Regions from separate parts of the Mus musculus genome. Here region 2 is linked to region 1. The links are chromatin contacts, called in public promoter capture Hi-C maps. All regions are on one chromosome and are shown on one strand. The core of a region is the stretch at or near the end of the contact, and the rest is flanking DNA. Distances in the headings are between cores, read along the strand shown.

Region 1 (6,194 bases), core at 25-2,524:
CTGAGACACTTAAAGACCAGTCTGGTGGTGTCCAACAGGCAGGGGGATGGCTCAGCGGTTAAGAGAACTTGCTGCTGTAGTAGATGACCTCATTTCTGTTCCTAACATCCATAGGGTGGCTCTATCAGTGTGTCACAGAGTGTTGCGGCCGGCTCACATGTCTGGGTTCTAGCCTGGGAGGCATCTTGGAATCTGGAAGAGAAGAGGGAGCTAGGCGGCGGGAGAGAGAATGGAACCAAGACAACTAGTCTGCTCAAGGTTCAATTTTACTATTCCCAGGCACTGGTTTATGAAGAAGGGGAAGGAACCCATTCCCGCCAAATCATCCTTGGAGTCCAGTTTCAGGTGACAACTTGATTAACTCCGGAACTGCTAGGCGGCAGGCAGTAGCAGTGGGAGTGGTAGAACGATAAGGTGGCAGGCTCCAACCCCCCCCCCCATGCTCTCTTCGTGCTATCAGTGAAACCTGTTCAGCCAGGTTTCAGGCTGAGGGGGGGGAGGGTACAAGAGGGTTATTTATGGTGCCCTCTTTTAGCCTTGGTGGGAGCTGCATGCATGTGGAGCACATACATACTACCTGCCAAAACCAAAATAAAATTTAAAAAGACTGGGCCATAAAAGTGGGAGCCAAGCATGGTGACACACGCCTTTAATCCCAGCATTCGAGAGGCAGAGGCAGGTGGATCTCTTTTGAGTTCGAGGCCAGCCAGGTCTACAAAGCGAGTCTAGGAGAGCCAGGGCTATAATTACACAGAGAAACCCTGTCTCTAAAAAATAAAAATGGGGCATGTTTTCGAATGTTGGTGCTCCCAGCTCCTGCAGTGTCGGTTAAATATATGACTAAGGTGGGGGAAAGTCAGCTCTGTTCAGGCATAGCTACCACGAGGACATGGACACAGGGCAACCCTGTGGGAAAAGTCGCAGCATCAAATCGTGTACATCCAGTGGGCAGTTTAGAGGGCGACTACCCATCATCTGGGAGGCTGCAGCGTAATCTGAGCCTCAGGACCACAGGTAGTGAGAAGTCGGATAGAGAACCGAGAGCCTAGAGAGGTCTGGCAGAGGTTTCCAGCCCGACTATCTTGCCTGCTCAGTGAAGGCACAGATTGAGAATCAGGAACCATCTCTGGCATTTGCGTTTACATCGGTTCCAGCAAACCTACCGAAAACAGCCGAGCCCGGCAGGTTAAGGAGGGACAAGCTAGAAAACGCCAGCCTACAGTACCACTCACTAACGCCCCGCTCCCCGCCCACCCGCACTGAGGCTGCGCGGCGACGCCGGCCTTTTACGACGGGTCGGAAAGCAGCTGTCGCAGCGACTTAACGTGGACCGGCAGCTATGGGGGTAAGGAGAGGCTAGTCGCCATTGGGGCATCCCGTCTGGTAGTAGCCCAGTGAGAGATGGGTCCGAGGCGGCGAGGGGCTCAGAGTGGCGAGCTCAGAGCAGGAGAGAATGGAAGGCGTGAGGCTCGGGTGGCGGGGCTTGAGTCGGGAGGGGCGGGGTGGGGCGTGGCACGCAGCTGAGCGGACGAGGCCTTGCACTCAGCGTGTCCCGCCCTCTTCTCAGAAAATCGCACTGCAGCTCAAAGCCACGCTGGAGAACGTCACGAACCTTCGGCCAGTGGGCGAGGACTTCCGGTGGTACCTGAAGGTGCGACGGAAGGCGGGTTCCTCTAGGGAAGGGAGGAGCATCCGGAGGCAGTGGGGCATCTTAGGGCTCAGGGCCCAGCCTTGATCACAGTGTTGAACTGGGAGCTTTTCTAAAAGTTCCACCGGGTCTGAGGTGCTTAACCAGGCATCTAAGTGAGATCTTCAGGATGGAATTTTAGATTTTATTTTTATTGATTAAACGTTAGTCTTATGTAATCTAGGCTGGCCTTGCGCTCTTTATGTAGCGAGGGATGACTTTGAACTCCTGATCTTCTTACTAGGATTACAGATGTTCGGCCTCCTCACACGGTGGAGTTTTGTGGTTTTATCCCTCTTCTGTTCTGGCGGGTATATCTGAATTTGGGGCCTCACGCTAGCACTCTCCTGATGTGAAATCCTTCCAGCTCTTAGTTTATAAACATACACGGAACAAAATATCATTTGAAGGGACCCTGTGCTTACTTAATATAGTGAATAAACCCACCTTGTTTTATTTGCTGGCTTTACTTATTGGGAAAGTTGGCCACCCTTTGACCTCACACAGTGCTAGTAAACTGGGTAGGTACCCTGCCCTAGAGGCCCAAACAGTGTGACACCCTTCATCGTCCCAGGCTGTGCTTTATTCTCCTAGTCTATCTCAGTGCCTCACATACCCAACCAAAGCCATAACTGATCACTCTTATTCCGCCACCCCCGCCCCAGCACTAGACAAGTGCAACACCATCGCACCCACAGCTCCTATTTCAAAATGTTTGGAGCAGGAGTTCCAGGGCCCATCTGAAGAACTTTGACTTGAAGAAACACAGAATAACAAAGGAGAGAGAAACAGAAACAAAATGACAACCCGTTAACCCCAGACTCAGGACCCCTAAGCACAGAACCAACCAGCAGAGTTGCTGGGGGCTTGAGACAACCTGGAGTCCCCAGCCAAATGGCACAGATTCTAGAGGAGGGCAGGGGTGCCAACATCAGAAACACCTTGTTCTTACTTGGAGATAAATCGGCTCATGTCCCTATTGGATGCTGTAAGAATCCCCTAGAAGATAGGATGGGTCTAGAGGCACTCACTTGTATCCCAGTACTTGGAAAGCAGAGGCAGGAAGATCTCAGGTTCAAACACATTTGGGCTACACAGTGAGAGTGCATCTAAGATAAATTAAGAGAAGGCAGTAGGCTATGAGCTGGCCTTACACCGTGCTTCCCCTTCCCCTGTGTCTAAGGAAGCTACCTGCTCAACTAATAATACTCTTTTCCTTCCCCAAGATGAAATGTGGCAACTGTGGTGAGATTTCAGAGAAGTGGCAATACATCCGGCTGATGGTAATGGTCCCTACCACATGCTCCTGGGCAGAAAATTGGGGAAATTGGATTTCATCTTTCTTTCCTTTAGCCACTTGGGGGGGGGGGCACGGCAGGTGTTGAGAGAGCACCAATGTGACCCTCGCAGGGAACAACAGACATCTTTGAGGCAGAGTTCAAAATCAAGAGGGACTTTTTTTCTCAACCAGGGGAAGACTCCTTAGGCTTCTGCCCCACCCAGGGGATTGAATCCAGGGCTTTGCATATCTCTACTACTACTCTACTGAGCATGCTCTACTACTGAGCTCTCCTCAACCCTCTTGTCACTTGTCAGCAAGTGACTCACTTCTGTGGTCTTAGTCTGTTCCACTGGATGAGGTGGTGGGATGAGATCTCTCTGGGACCCTTACGTCTAGCTGTTACATGACTAGAAATTCTGTTTGCTTCTTGTCAGGACAGCGTGGCGCTGAAAGGAGGCCGAGGCAGTGCCTCCATGGTCCAGAAGTGCAAGCTATGTGCACGGGAAAACTCTATTGGTAGGTCGGGTGCTGCCTACCAGGCTCTTCCAGGGTGACTGGAAGCAGGCTTGTGTTGTCAAGGGGTGGACCTAGGTGTGAAATACTAAAACCTGTGCAGGTCTCTCTCTTTCCCAGGCTGTGTCTGGGCACCTGAGTGGAGTCTGGGTAGAGATTCAAGTCAACTTTTCCTTTTTATATTTCAGACATTTTGAGCAGCACCATCAAGGCTTACAACGTAAGTTTCCTGCTGTAGTGTCAGGGATGGTGGGATTAAATCTGAACTGATGGCTAGGAGTGGGGTCGAGAGTAGCTGCATCAGAGTGGCCTGCCCCTGGACATGGTCCCATGTATTTAACTCTTTGTTTTGCTTAAGACTAGGTCTCACTAGGTAGCCCAGGCTTGGCTCAAACTCATACTCCTGTTTCAGCCTCCTGAATGCTGAGAGGCCAGGTACTTGACACCACGTCTCCTGCGTATTTACTCTCTCATGCACCAACTCAGTGCTCACTTGCTCCGTATCTTTTGTCCACCATATCCACATCATCCACTGGGTAATACTGCAGTTTCCTCCTAAAAGTACACAGGATGACAGTCTGGGCAGTCTGAGCCCAGGGGTGAGGTAGGCAGGGCTCCTGGCTATCCACCTCCCAAGAGGTGCGCTCTCCATACACCCAGCCTTCCTCATGACATGGTGGATGTTTGGTTTCTGTTTTGTTTGTTTGTTTGTTTGTTTGTTTGTTTATTTGGTTTTTTGAGACAGGGTTTCTATGTATACAGCATTTTGCCTGCATGTATGCCTATAGGCCAGAAGAGGGCACCAGATCTCATTATAGATAGTTATGAGCTACCATCTCTAACAACCACTGGAAATTGAACCTCTGAGCCATCTCTCCAGCCTGACATGGTGGCTGGTTATCCAAAGGCCATGGTGTGCTTACTGGGACCATGTGGACGGTCTAGAGCCCTTGTAACTTAGCATTCTTGTCTTCTTGGTCACTTACCATTCATTGACCCAGTGCTTGGCTCTCAGTGCATGATTCAGATCCTTACAGTAAGTAGGCCGGGTTTCCTCTGCTCTGCTGACATGCAGGAAGGTTGACCAAGGATCCTCACTCTTCTGCACAACCTGTGTCTACAGAGGTCCTCTCTGGAGCAGTACCCAAGACAGGCGTTTTGTTTTTATAAAGGGCTAACTTGTTCTGGGTCCTGTTCTAGGCTCAGTGGTGTAGTTAGGGCCCACAAGGTAGAAAGGGCAGAGGGCATTGGAGGAGGTGGTCTCCATTGGTCCTGCCTCCTCAATACACTTCCTTTCCAGGCTGAAGACAATGAGAAGTTCAAGACGATAGTGGAGTTTGAGTGCCGGGGCCTTGAACCAGTTGACTTCCAGCCCCAGGTATGTGGCTTTAAGGCTCTCTGGGGTGGGGATGAAGCAAGCGAACTTTGCTTCTTACAGAGACTGAAATAGGAATTCTCCATCTTGCTTTTCCCTTCTTGTTCTAGCACTGAGCTACAACACAAATCAGGAAGTCTATGAATAGTAACTGTCACGTATGAAATGCCTACTGTGTGCTGTGTTCCATGCCCATCACCTTTCTGTGCTACTTCATTTCATCCTCACTGTAACCTAAACAGTGATTCATCCTAGTCTTTAGACAAGGGAACTTCAGAGACTGTAGTGTGCCAGAGTCCGTTAGTAAGCAGGGGCTGGATTTGAACCCAGGTCTGTCTGAATCTTATAGTCAGTGCTCATCCTCTTGTTTGTACATTTTTACTCACAGTAAATCTGTGGGGTAAGTTAGAAAAGATGGTATCGGCATCCCCATCTCATAAACAAAATCACAGATAAAAAGTTTAAGGCCAGCCTGGAATCCCTGAGGACCTGTCTCAAAAAACAAATAAAACCCAGGTTCAGAGCCAGGCATAGTGCATTCCACCTATAATCCCAGCACTCAAGAGGCTGAGGCAGGTGGATTTCTATTGAGTTCAAAGACAACCCAGTGTACATAGCAAGTTCCAGGAATGCCAGATATATCAGAGAGACCCTGTCTCACCAAATAAATACCCCACAAACTAAGGTTCAGAGAGGGAGTGGGGTGCATACCCAGGTCCTTGAGCAGATAGAGTGATGGGAGAGCTTACCCCCACTCCGGCCTTTAACTTGGTTTTTTGATAACACAAACTAGAACCACCTGAGTAGGGACCCTCAACTGGAGAACGGTCCCAATTGCTATATAAGAAAAATAGCTGAGGCTAGACATGGTTACACACCTTTAATCCCAGCACTTGAGGGGCAGAGGCAGGTGGATCTCTGTGAGCTCAAAACCAGCCTGGTTTACATAGTAAGTTCCAGGTCAACCAGAACTACATAGTGAGACACTGTCTCAAGAGAGGGCGTACGGGGGAGGGAGAGAGGGAGGAGAGAAGGAGGGAGGGAGGGAAAGAAAGAGAATATGAGAGAATGAATGAATTGGGGAAAGGATGGGAAAGAAAAATAGCTGAGCAAGCCAGGAGGCACTCTTCCTAGATGGCCTCTGCTCTAGTTCCTACCTGTAGGATCCTGCCTTTGTGTCCCTGGATAATGGGCTGTATGAAAAGTTAACCCTTGCTCTCCCAAGTTGCTTTTGAGTCCTGCTGCTTATCACAGCAACAGAAAGGAAACCAAGGCAGTCTTCTGGGCCAGGGCTGTAATTTAGATACCACAGCAGTGCCGAGTAAGTTGGGAACCCG
Region 2 (6,183 bases), core at 2,846-5,345, 250 kb after region 1:
CCAGCCCTGTTTTTGTTTTCTTTTGCAGGGAATGTTACACAGGTGGGGGTGGACATAGAAAACTGGGGAATGAATGAGATTGGGGTTCATGATGTGAAATTCCCAAAGAATCGATAAAAAATATTATGTTGAGAAAAAAAGGGGGGGTGTGTGCTCTTGAGCTCTCTAAGACAGAGCTTTGAGAACAATATTCTCTAAACCCAGCACTTGAATAGAGTGATTTCTTTCCTACCACATGGCCTGATGTCTAATTGCCAGATGTCTTATTTAGGGTTTCATTGCTGTGAATAGACACCATGACCAAGGCAACTTTTATAAGGACAACATCTTCTACATGTAGCTATATGGTGGGAGTGTAATTTGTTGAAGACACTGTCTTTTCTCCAGTGCATATTTTTTGCATCTCTGTCACTCAGTGGCTGTAGTTATGTTGCCTGTGTCTGGGTCAGCAATGCCAGTCTATGGATTGATGTGTCTGTTTCTGTGCCAGCACTGTGACCTATCTTTTACTTCTCTAAGACTCTAGCTAAGACTTCTAGTACCATACTCAGTAGGAATGAGGGAGTGGCCATGCCCACCTTTACATTTCCCTGAATTCACCTAGACCCATTTTTAATTCTAGGCCCTGATCTCCCTTTTCTTATTTACTTTAGAAGAAATATTTTTAGGGTAAGTATTTCTGTATTGTTCTTCAGCCTCTTCTAAATATCTGGAAGCCTTGTCATAGCTTGTTGCTAATCTCAGACTTCAGGAAAGAAAGACAGGCTGGAGAGATGGCTTGTAATATCCAAAATGAATTCAAGACTACCCAGTACCTTTCCCCTTCGAAAAGGACTTTCCAAACTGTACTAGCAGGTCAAGTACAGAGCCAGATAAGGAAGCTGGCTGACTAAACAAATGTAAAAACATAGTTTTAGTGGTCAAAATGATTAAGCTTGCAGCTACCAAAACAATATTAGTTGTTCTCAGAGAAATAGCCATAACAAGATTAGCAATTCTCCTGCACCCCTGCCCCACATTGAATTCTGACAAAGACCACAAACCACCCTGACCTTGTTGCGAGAATAGCTGTGATGTTAATGTACTATTACTTTGCTGACCAAATCATAATAACCCACCATGGGGGCAAGCAAAGTGAGTTACTAGGCCAAAGGGTTACTTAGTCACTATACAAACCAACCAATGACACCAATGAGAACCCTGTTGCTCAAATCTGCCCCTTACAAAGGTATAAAAAGTGTTTTCTTTCTTTGTTCTTGGTCTCTCCTCTGGCCTGAGTGCTGGGAGGGAAGTCCCCAACATGTTAGAATAATAAAAATCCTCATGGGTTTTGCAGCGATGGTAGCAGTCTATGTGATCCTTGTGAGTAAGGGTCTTTTGATGAACTACAACATTTGGTGCATTGACCGGGAAGACCCTCCTCAGGGGGACACAGACACAGCACATTGGAGGTAAAGTGGAATCCCTTCCTGTCTGTCTGTGTGTCTGTCTGTGTGTCTGTCTGTCTGTCTTGTTCACTTGTGTGTCCTCCATTAGACCACCTTCTGATTCTGTTTTGCTTTTGGTTTGTCTGGTTTCAGGTCTGGTTTTGGTCCCAAGAAGACAACTGGTTATCTTGGTTTGGTTTTAGGCCAGTCTTAGGTTTTGGGGGCCTTCTCATGGAGAGGGACCCATTTGGGGTGGTTGCAGTGACAGGCAGATGTGCCAAAATGTCTCAGGCCATAACACTGGAGGACGCGCCGGTGTCAAGCTGGGAAGTTGGATCTGAAACAGTCCTTCTCAACCCAGCAGCAGCTAGGGTTCAGTATATGCCTGGAACAGATAGTGTCAGGCTTCTTTGGAAATCGCGTGTAAGAAGCCCCGTATTGGTCTTGTTTGTGTTTGTCATTTTCTGTGATACTGTGATTCTATGGTGGTTGCCTGAAAATGATTTATGTGTGTGTCTTGTGTGTCTCTTTGTGTTCGGACTTGGACTAACGACTGACGACTGTTTTTGAGTTATGCCCCCTGGAATAAGCCTAAGAATCCAGTCAGATCCCTATGCTGACCACTTCCTTTCAAATCCTCAGCTGCCCTGCCTCCCACTCCAACTCCAGGGAGCAGTGGCCCTGCCCACAGACCTGGAACCTAGGGAAGAACGAGCTCAGAAAACCCAGAGCAAAAGAGGGGTGGTCCCTGAGAAGTCAGTGGCCCTGGATGTTGTGGCTGCTGAAGAGGAGATAGAGGAGGCTGTGGGAGTGGCCGGCCAGGAGTGTCCTATGGTGTTCATTGCCCTGGTTGCTTTTCATACTTGCCTAATGGTGTTTCCCTTTCCCCTGCATCCCATCTCTTGTTAGCAGCAGAAAAAGTGCTTTCACTTTGAGATGTCAGTGGCCCAGCACCTCTGTGAGAGCTGGGCTCCCTTCCCTGCCCCGTGTGTCTTCTGGGGGGGGGGGGGGGCTCCCTGCTGGCCATGAGTCTCTTCCAAGCTCCAGCGAGAGAGGCATCCGCCCACTTGGGGCTTCCCCTGTCCAATGTAAGGAGCACCTGCAAGTCTAACCGCCAGGCTCTGATGGGGGTCTTGTCTCTGTGGGGCTAGAAAGTGCCCCAACAAGTTGACCAAGGTAGGAGGAAGTTACAGAAGTTAGGAGAAGCACAGGGTAAGTCAGTAAGAAAGTTAGCGTAAGTTGATAAGAAAGTGCAGAGGAGGAGAAATGAAGGAACAATAGAGGTCTGGAAAGAAGGGAGCTAAGAGCAAAGCTTCAGCAGACTCAGGAGAGATGAATGACAGTGGCAAATAGAGAGGTTAACAGTGAGGAGAAGTGAAAATAGAGATGAAGGAGATTAGAGAGGTCTGAGATGAGAGAGATACTCTGAATGAGAAATATTTAGAGGAGGAACCAGTAAGTAAGAGACAGGCAAGAGGAAGAGTTGAGGAAACATGAGGCTGACAGAGACCAGAGTCAGAATCAGAGATGTGCAGTGAGGCAGAAGGATAAACCAGGGTAGAGGCAAACTATGAGAGAAAATGAGTGACAGGATAGGGACGTGATAATTAGGTAACATCCAAAGGAAGCAAAGTCAAGGAGGAGGAACAAAAGATAGATAGATAGATAGATAGATAGATAGATAGATAGATAGATAGATAGATAGATAGATAGAACATTGTATGAGATCTTTTACAGTTAGGAATCAGGAGCAAAGAGAGGTAAATAACAAAGACTACAACCCGGCAAAGTGGCACATGCTGATAATGCTAGCACTTGGGAATGATCTATAAGGAACAGGGAGCCAGGGAATTAAAAAGGAATAAGAGAAAATGCTGGCCACAGTAGTCAGAGAAACTAGAGAACTTAGATAGTTCCTGGCAACTACAGAAAGCTTTTGGCTAAAGATCAATGTGTTGACTTTAAAGGAAAAGGGCACTGGGTGAGAGACTGCCCCAGAGAAAAAGAAGAGGATCCCCCCTCATGACCAAACCCTTCCACCTGTTCATGGCTAAAAGTGAAGGGATAGCAAAAGGGGTCCTAACACAGAAGCTGAGTCCGTAGAAGAGGCCGGTGGCCTACCTGTCAAAGAAGCTAGAAAAGAGACTGTGTTTCATATCCCCCACCGACCAGTGCAAAACAAGTTAGAAAAGTTCCTGGGCACTGAAGGCTTTTGCAGATTGTGGATTCCAGGTTTTGCTGAATTAAAAAGATAAACAGCTGCCGGGCGTGGTGGAACATGCCTTTAATCCCAGCACTCCGGAGGCAGAGGCAGGTGGATTTCTGAGTTCGAGGCCAGCCTGGTCTACAAAGTGAGTTCCAGGACAGCCAGGGCTATACAGAGAAACCCCCGTCTCAAAAAAAAAAAAAAAAAAAAAAAAAAGAACAACAGGCCTTTGATGCCATTAAGACTGCCCTAATGTCAGCTCCAGCTTTTGGCCTCCCAGATGTGACTGAGAACAAAGGTATTGCCAAAGAGGTTCTTACTCAGAGATTCGGGCCCTGGAAGAGACCTGTGGCATACTTATCTAAGAAATTAGATCCTGTGACTGCGGGATGGCCTGCTTGCTTACACACAGTGGCTACTATACTGGTCAAGGACACAGATATATTGGCTTTGGGACAGAACCTGGTGATCTCAGCACCGCACGCCTAGAAAGTGTGGTTCAGCCCCAATCATGGCTCACATGACTCATTCCCAGACCCTGTGGTTCAACTCTGATAGAGTCACTTTTGCCCCCCCCCCACCCCGACAAGTCTGAACTCAGCTACCCTGCTCCCACACCTAGACTGTCAGCAGGTTCTTGCTGAGACACATAGATGGCATGGAGATCTGACAGACCAGCTACTAGAGGGTACAGACGTTACCTGGTTCACAGACTAAAACAACTATCTAGAGCAGCTGTGGTAGCTGGACAGGCCCTGCCAGAAGACACATCAGCTCAAAAGGAAGAACCGATCACCCACACTAAGAAAAGGAAAAAGGCTCAACATCTACATGGATAGCAGGTATGCTTTTGCCACAGCCCATGTCCATGAAGCCATATATCAACAGAAGAGTCTACTGATGTCGGGAAGAAAAGAAATTAAGAACAAAGAAGAAATACTGGCTCTACTGAGGCCTTCCACGACCCTGCCAAGGTAAACATCATCCACTGTCCTAGTCTCCAGAAGAGAAATACCTTGATAGCAAGGGGCAACAACGTGACAGAGAGGCATGAGCAAGTACAGCCATGGCCCTGCTGGTGGTGCTACTGGCAATGGAGCCTGAGTTTGCCTACATATCAGAGGACTTAGCCCTCATTTCCAAAGATTCCAGTCACACCTCCAGGAGAAAAAAATCCTGCCATAAAGACAAGCAGAGGCTATGGTCAAACAGATACAGCAATGGACTCAATTAGGGGTAAGCAAGCTCATCCAGACATTCTCCAAAACTAAGTATCATGTACCAGGGTTAAAACACCTTGTGAAGCAGGTGGTGCACAAGTGTGTGCCCTGCCAAAGAGTCAATGTCTGCCACACCATGGTGGATCCAGGAAAGAGGTACCGGGGAGACAGACCTGGCATCTACTGGAAAGTAGACTTTACTGAGGAAAATATGGGCATTACTACCTTCTGGCTTTTGTAGATATGTTCTTGAGATAGATAAAAGTTTTTCCCTGTAAAAAACGAGACTGTTCAGATAGTCATCAAGAAGATTATTAAAGAAAATTTCCCAAGGTTTGGAGGGCCAAAAGCAATAGGGTCAGGTAATGGCTCTGCCTTTGTTGTTCAGGTAAGTCAGGTGTGGCCAAGTATTCAGAGGTCAAATGAAAATTCCATTGTGTGTACAGACCTCAGAGCTCAGGAAAGATAGAAAGAATGAATAGAACTCTAAAAGAGACCTTGACAAAATTAACCGTGGAGATTGGTGCAGACTTGGTGCTCCTTCCCCATGCCCTATTTAGAACTAGAAATTCTCCCTCTTGATTCAGCCTTACTCTTTTTGAGATCCTTTATGGGGCTCCCATGCCCATCACTGTCTAAAAATGATGTGTTTGAAACCATATTTTGTTGTAATAATGATCTGTATGCTAAGTTAAAAGGCTTGCAGGTAATGCAGAAAGTCTGGTCACAACTGGCTACAACGAATGAGCCGGGTACCCCAAAGACAGCTCACCAGTTCCAGGTCGGAGATCTGATCTACATGCACCTGTATCATGCTGAGACCCTCAAGCCTCGTTGGAAGGGTCCCTGCCTAGTCCTGTTTACCATCCCTTCTTATTCTGTTTTTGTTCTTAACCTTTGGCCCATGTATCCTTGATTGTTTAAATACAGTACAAGTTTTGATGCTCAGACAACAATATCAGTAACGGTAACAAAGTGAGATATCATTTCAGGATTGAAATGTACCTGGGAAAAAGGGGGGAATGTAATATCCAAAATGAATTCAAGACCACCCAGTACCTTCCCCCTTCGAAAAGGACTTTCCAAACTAACTGTACTAGCAGGCCAAGTGCAAAGCCAGATAAGGAAGCTGGCTGACTAAACAAATGTAAAAACATAGTTTTAGGGGCTGGTGAGATGGCTCAGTGGGTAAGAGCACCCGACTGCTCTTCCGAAGGTCAGGAGTTCAAATCCCAGCAACCACATGGTGGCTCACAACCATCCGATCACGAGATCTGACTCCCTCTTCTGGAGTGTCTGAAGACAGCTACAGTGTACTTACATATAATAA

What was found. Promoter capture Hi-C pulls out the DNA fragments that hold promoters and counts their contacts.
Region 2: a contact with region 1 is called in a promoter capture Hi-C map of liver, with 2.4 times the contacts expected there. The contact joins the enhancer-like site here to the promoter of Czib in region 1. A contact is called at or near these places in 12 of 39 promoter capture datasets (the 3T3-L1 cell line, the C10 cell line, embryonic stem cells and 7 more), 6 of 484 Hi-C or Micro-C datasets (the CH12 cell line, the HL-1 cell line, bone marrow-derived macrophages and 2 more), 10 of 115 datasets of contacts at active chromatin or transcription factors (the NIH/3T3 cell line, bone marrow-derived dendritic cells, bone marrow-derived macrophages and 7 more) and 3 of 9 other capture datasets (adipose tissue, liver and pancreatic islet).

The regions. Positions count from the first base shown.
Region 1 is chr4:107,888,552-107,894,745 of GRCm38.p6, forward strand. Czib (CXXC motif containing zinc binding protein) reads left to right here and starts at 1,275. Exons shown (of 8, transcript NM_001347160.1): 1 at 1,275-1,345; 2 at 1,568-1,651; 3 at 2,914-2,970; 4 at 3,404-3,485; 5 at 3,671-3,702; 6 at 4,783-4,860. The coding sequence starts at 1,340.
Region 2 is chr4:108,133,051-108,139,233 of GRCm38.p6, forward strand. It overlaps a transcript of Scp2 not described here. Among named protein-coding and RNA genes, the nearest start is that of Scp2, 18 kb to the left of the region's middle. Within about 2 kb of position 4,096, at least 5 of the 459 cell types and tissues checked have an H3K27ac peak or open chromatin away from gene starts, as enhancers often do. A contact at or near this core is called in liver, where this site is marked.